Linked DNA regions of Mus musculus: region 2 is linked to region 1. The links are chromatin contacts, called in public HiChIP or PLAC-seq maps. All regions are on one chromosome and are shown on one strand. Each heading gives the region's core, a stretch centred on a gene start, on an enhancer-like site or on the middle of the called end of the contact. The rest is flanking DNA. Distances are from core to core; before and after follow the strand shown. Region 1 overlaps Zfand3 (zinc finger, AN1-type domain 3). Region 2 overlaps Btbd9 (BTB (POZ) domain containing 9).

Region 1 (3,053 bases), core at 298-2,797:
TCCCCGGGACCTCAGCTCTCGGGGGCGGCTCATACAGGAGCACTGTTATGAGCTTGAGACCAACTGGGTTAGTGAATGAGACTCCCAAAGTACAGGAGAAATAAACACTTTCCACAATAAGAGCTCTGATGAACGGGGCATATAGAAAAGATAATACAATAACACAATTAAGGCCATATGTGCCAAACACACAGCAAACAGCATAACCAATGAGGAAGTCGAATCCATTTCCCTAGGATCTGAAAGAAGACAAGAAGGCTCTCTACTCTACTCTACTCTACGCTACCTCTATACAGCACTCTACATAAGTCCTAGCGAAAGCAATTATGTAAGGGAAGGAAAGGCCATCCAAACTAGAAAGGAGGAAGCAAAATTATCTACTTCCTTGACACACTGTTAACATCCTTCTTCTCTTCTGAAATGATTTTCACACCCTTCCTAGTTCCATTAAACAAGTTATAATATTAAAATCTCCTTTTCTGGAATGCTATAATCTATCCCTGTTCACAATACTGTCAGATTGCTCCTTCAAAAGGACAGTGACACTATCACTGTCTCTTCATTAGAACCACAGCTATTGTTCAAAGTCCCAGTAGCTTGACTGGACATTCATTCAAGCTTGGTAATCATTAACTTTCCAACTTCATTCTCCATGAATGAAGTCACTACCCAAGAGAAACTCCAGGCAGCTTTCCTCCACAGCTCACACTACATGTGTGAAGTGTCTCTTCACAGCATTCTGTCTTCAATACCATTTCTGAGTAAGCCAGTGCCTTTCAATAACACTTACTACAAACGCTGACCTACTAACATTAAGTATACACAGAATGTGTCCGGCTTCTAACCCCAGCATCCGGACAGAACTGGGCTGGATCACTTCCAGTGTAGAGTTGTCCTGTGCAATATAAGATGTTAGCAGTCCTCTCGTCTCTCAGCATTGCGTTGCTTTGAGAGGAAAAAGGGGAATAATCACTCCTCTTTGCCATCTTCTGATTTAAATTGAATGTCCCTGCTAAACAATAAACTCTCTAAAGATCTTCTGTTTTATATTCTCAATATAACTGAATATAATAACATGTGAAAGTATTAAACAAATTATTTTTTTCCCTGCTAACCTTCCCCAAATTAGTAGACTTGATAACCTAAACTATTACATTTCTAAATACCCATTAAGCTTGAAACATAAATTCCAACCTTAAGGAAAGCATAAGAGGCAAATACTATGAGTTACATTGTGTCCCACAAGAAATCATTGTAGCATTATAACGACTATGTATCACATACAAGGGTAACAAGAGGACCAGTGGTATGGCTAGGCACTTATACACAGGATTGGCTAACTGGGTTCAATCCCCAGGCCCCTTAGCCTAACAGGAGAGAACGATACATACCTACTCGCTTACATCCTCATATTCAAAACACACACATTCGCAAATGCACGCAGTAAAATATTAAACAAGAATAAAAGTATCTCCTACTTTCTTCACACAGCCTGTGCTTTTATTACCTAAGTGTAAACTTAGTCAAGGCCAGTTAGCAGAGGCAAGAGTCCAATCTAAGTCTAGGTCAGGCTGACGTTCCCAAGACTGGTGATTCTAAATGCTTGCTGTACAGCAGAATTCTCCATAGACTTTAAAGGCTGAATCTTTGAGCTTCCTTCTCTTTGAAGAGTTAAATTAGGCTCAAGGATGATAATAAAAAACTAAAATTGTTTGTTAAATCCTCGGTGGAGAGCTGATGAAATATGTCCATGTTGTCATGCAGCCCTGATGACCCGAGTTCCAATCCTGGTGGAAGCAGAGAACTGACTCCAGCACACTGTCCTCTGCCCTCTATGATAACCATGCAAGTGCACTACATGCACAAGTCTTTCAAAAATGCAATAAAAAAGATTGCTTTAAATTTCCCCAGTGAGTTCTAATGTGAAGGCAGAGCTGATAACCGCTGGAAGGCTAGTCCTAAGAAGACCTCACCTTCTCTGGAGTGGCTGCACTTACTGACTTGCACAGCACAGCATTCCACACCCACACATTTGTCTTAAACAGAATCTGAGTTAAGCCTTCCTGAGCAAGGCTCTCACGCTGATGCTCCTGGGCTGCTCTAAGGCTCTCACAGATAGAGACTTACATTCCTCTGTACTCGGTGAAGTTACATTCAGTTCTGTCGGGAGCGACTGCTGGCTGGGACTAAGAGTTGGCGTGGTTACAGAGGTATTGTTGTTGTCACTGGTGGTCTCTTCGGAAAACAAATCTGATTGGCTGTTACTTGTACTTGGGGTGGAATCATCATCTGGTTGTTTCTTTTGAAAATCTACAGAAAAAAGGGTAAGAAAACTGGTTAATTACGGCCCTTACATCAGAGCAACCACTAGAAAACATTAATGTTAGGGTCAGAGTCACATGAAACATGGAGGAAGGCCACTGTGGTAACTAAAAGCAAAGTGCAGAAGTGAATGGCTGATGAAAAAGCAAACATAAAACCACGGGCATGATTTAAACTTTCAAGTTATATATTAACACCCTCTGTGGTTCAGATAAGGATAGACATTGATTTTAATACTGAACTTTGAATACACAAAGATGTTCTTAAGAGTAATCAGTAGAAAGGGGAGGGGGAGATTGAGACCTATCGGTGAGAGGTCAGAAGGAAAATAGCAGCACAAAAAAATAGCTCCCTAAACAAAAAACACATTAAAAATGGCAGAAATCAGTGGGTGCACATATATTATCAGTAATGAGGATAGATGTAAAAGAAATGACCACAACAGCGAAAAGAAATGGGCTGCATTTAGTTTACAACAGACATAAAAACACAAGGAGGTTGGTTTTCTAATTAGTGTTCAATTCAAGCTGACAACACAGCTCCTGCCCTCAGGCACAGAGCAGGCATGGATAGGAAGAGCCCCCACCCCAGGACTCAGGGAGGGGCCAGCAGGTCAAGCCCACCCAGTCCTGTGCTGTTTCTTTCCTGTATATATCTCCTAGACAATTTTTTTTCTTTTTTTTTCCCCCCACTTTTTGCAAACCCTTGTGTTGAGGGCTGACTTTTAATAG
Region 2 (3,053 bases), core at 275-2,774, 410 kb before region 1:
TGGGTTGAACACGTGAGGAGGCTGGGCTAGGGCCAGCGAAATCAGTGCCTATGTAGGGGCATGATCGTTTCCATTCCTTGGCAGTATGCATGGTAGGAGCTGTGAACATTGATAGGTGGAATGGAGTTCAGAAGACTTCAAGTGTAGTCGCTAGGTTGCCCAGAGCCCTAGCTAATGCCCCTACACAACTGTGGACAGCAGTTGGTTCCTCTGCCCCTGTGTAGTCATGTTTTCTGAGTTATGTGGGAACACTGAGGATGGTGAATCGAAATCGAACACAGGACTTTTCCATAGAGCTTGTGTCTGTGGCTCTGATTTCAGTCTCTTTAGTTCTTTATATGCCAACATGGGCCTTTCCACTGTATCTCTTTGGCACTAATCAGAGCGTCAGCTCTGGAGTTGCCACGGTTGCTACCCTTCTTCCATCTTTCCAGCTCCTGTTAGCTCTGTCCTTTTTTTCATGTGTACTGGTGGTGGGTGGCGGTGGTCATAACTGTAGTAAATGGGTGAGGTTTCCTTGCATGCAGGACAGTAGTGTTTCTCTATTACTTACATTGTGTAGAAGACAAAAGGGAAGTTTAGGCCAGTGAGATGGTTCACAGCAGGTAAAGTGCTTGTCACCCAGGCTTGACAACCTCTGTTAGATCCCTGGAGCCCAAGGGACCCCAAAGAGTTATCTGACTTCCACTCCCATATGCTGTGACTCGTTTGCCCCTCCCCCATACACAGACATAATAATTCTTTATAAAGAATATTTAAAAAGTGTAGTTTGGGAGGATGTTAACTAATATGTCCAAAGCTACAGCCTATTAAATGGTGCTGCCAAGGCTTGAACCCAGGCAGTGTAAATTTTTTTCTTTCTTTCTTTCTTTCTTTCTTTCTTTCTTTCTTTCTGTTTGTTTTTTTCGCAGGCTGGCCTCGAACTCAGAAATCTGCCTGCCTCTGCCTCCCGAGTGCTGGGATTAAAGGCGTGCACCATCACTTTCGATATCCTCTGATGCCCTGTTCTAAAGCCCCGCTGCCTCCAGAGGTGTGATGGATGCTGCCCTGTGTGCACTTGCAAAAGCCCAGGAACCATGTGAAGGAGAAAGTACAGGGAGCCGGGGAAGTGACTGATGAGTCCTCAGATCTAGAATAGTGTTTTCCCATCTGCTGAGTGAAGTGCAGTGCTGAGTCTTTGCAATATGATGTGTATTTCCAGCTTTGACAGTGGTTTTCTTTGGACTAGCCACAGGACTAGCTCAGTAGCCATGTGTGTTGTTATAAGGCCACTGTCACTGCAGCTTCAGAGGACAGGAGTCAGACATTAGTCTGTAGAGGAGTCAGCCAGCAGAAGAGGCATTGAAAAAAAAAAGCCCCCCCCCCCAACTCCAGCTCCTCTTTTCTGACTGGGGTTTAGGTGGAGTTGGGGTACCAGTGGAGAAGTTTGCTCTCATATCATCCTGAAGTTGTGAGGTGCCTTTCCCGTTCCAAACAGGGAATTACTCAGTATGCTTTGTTTGCTCTGGCTGCATTCCATAGACACCTTCAGAGTAGAGAGGCACTTGTGGGCCACCCACCACTCCAGCAGTTTCTAGGGAAAAGACTTGACAACTCCAGGAACTGTGAATGCCTTATACTGAAATATACAGTGAAATATACAGTGGAGGGAGGTCATGGGGAAGGATAGTTACTTATCTTCTGATGTATGAGCTCTGGGTAACCTACACAGTGAAGAGAGAGGAATTCTTGGTATTCAGGAGTCACTGTCACCTCCTCTTTCAGAGTCTCCTGTGGCTGTGCTGTGCTTAGCTCAGAGTGTGGTGAGCCTTCACCAGTTCGTGAGTGCTAGTTGAGAAGCAGATATCCCTGGAACTGAGCCCTGTGAATGGCTTCCTTCTCAATTTTCATTCTTTCAGTTTCTCCCAGAGGCCTCAGCCCACTAGAAAGAAGCACACAGGCTCCTCCAAAGTAAATGGCACCGAAGGGTTAGGAAGAGGACCAGTGGTTTCTGTCCCCACGAACAGGAGAGCGGGAGTTTTGTTTGGTGGTGAGGTGCTGCAGTGCTGTGGCTGAGCTGTGTGGGCTCTGAGGGCTGCACTGCGCTCCCTGTACTGCAGTGTGTCTAGCCTGAGAACAGTGGGGAACTCTGCACAGCACAGTGCTTTGCTGTGCTTAACCCTATTTGAAAAGAAAGCTGGGAAGTAGCCACTAGTAATTGGGGCTGACTGAGACTAGAGGAAAGGAAACCATATTCCCCTTTCACTTAAAAAAATATTTGTGTGCGTGTGCCTTTGTGAATATATCTTGTGGATGTGCACAGATAAGCCACAGAGGTCAAAGGAGGGCATTGGGTTGCCTGGAGCTAGAGTTCCACGTGGTTGTGAGCTGCCCAATGAGGCCTTTGGTAGCCGGTCAGTCCTCTCCAAGAGCCAAAGTGCTCTTAACTTCCCTCCAGCCCCAAGGAAAACTTTGTAATTAAAGCATTTAGTTTAAATAATGGAGATATTTAAATTACTTATGTCTGTTTTATTCACATACACATAATCACCTACATCGTGACATACTCATATATGCATATCATATAGTTTGCATATGATATGCAACATACCCACCCCCACTTGCCCTTTCTAGTCCCGCTGCAACTCCCCAGGATCCGGCTCCCAGTATGCTTCTACCTCCTGTGGTTTTGTTTTGCAAACCAGTGAGTTTAATTAGGGTTGTTTATAGGAGTGTGGGTAACTTACCAGTGGGCCTAGCATTGAGGAAATGTCTCCTTTCCTAGGAGTCATTAGCTGCCTCTACTCATGGAGGACAGTGGCGCCTCCAGAGCCCTCCCCCTACTATTACATCCCTGCCTGTAAGTGCTTGGAAGGGTGGGCCTTCTGAGCCCTGCTCTTCTCGAGGGTGAATGTTGACAGGCTCCATCTTGTGCAGCTGAGTTGGGATTTTATATTCACGCCCTGAGACCCGACAAGGTGGGGCACCTGTTTTATACTTCATTAAATTTGCAGGAAGCAGGTTGTTCTTGCCTCCCAAGGATTGCAGTTTGGATACATGTAGCTAATTCTTAA

The links. HiChIP or PLAC-seq counts read pairs in DNA pulled down with a chosen protein or histone mark.
Region 2: a contact with region 1 is called in a FOXA1 HiChIP or PLAC-seq map of pancreatic cancer cells. The contact joins two enhancer-like sites. A contact is called at or near these places in 1 of 115 datasets of contacts at active chromatin or transcription factors (pancreatic cancer cells) and 1 of 9 other capture datasets (adipose tissue).

The regions. Positions count from the first base shown.
Region 1 is chr17:30,134,580-30,137,632 of GRCm38.p6, reverse strand. Zfand3 (zinc finger, AN1-type domain 3) reads right to left here. Exons shown (of 6, transcript NM_001356265.1): 3 at 2,128-2,310. Among named protein-coding and RNA genes, the nearest start is that of Zfand3, 130 kb to the right of the region's middle. Within about 2 kb of position 1,547, at least 43 of the 459 cell types and tissues checked have an H3K27ac peak or open chromatin away from gene starts, as enhancers often do. A contact at or near this core is called in pancreatic cancer cells, where this site is marked.
Region 2 is chr17:30,549,397-30,552,449 of GRCm38.p6, reverse strand. All of the region lies in intron 1 of Btbd9 (BTB (POZ) domain containing 9), which reads left to right. Among named protein-coding and RNA genes, the nearest start is that of Btbd9, 25 kb to the left of the region's middle. RefSeq lists an enhancer at 1-3,053. Within about 2 kb of position 1,524, at least 60 of the 459 cell types and tissues checked have an H3K27ac peak or open chromatin away from gene starts, as enhancers often do. A contact at or near this core is called in pancreatic cancer cells, where this site is marked.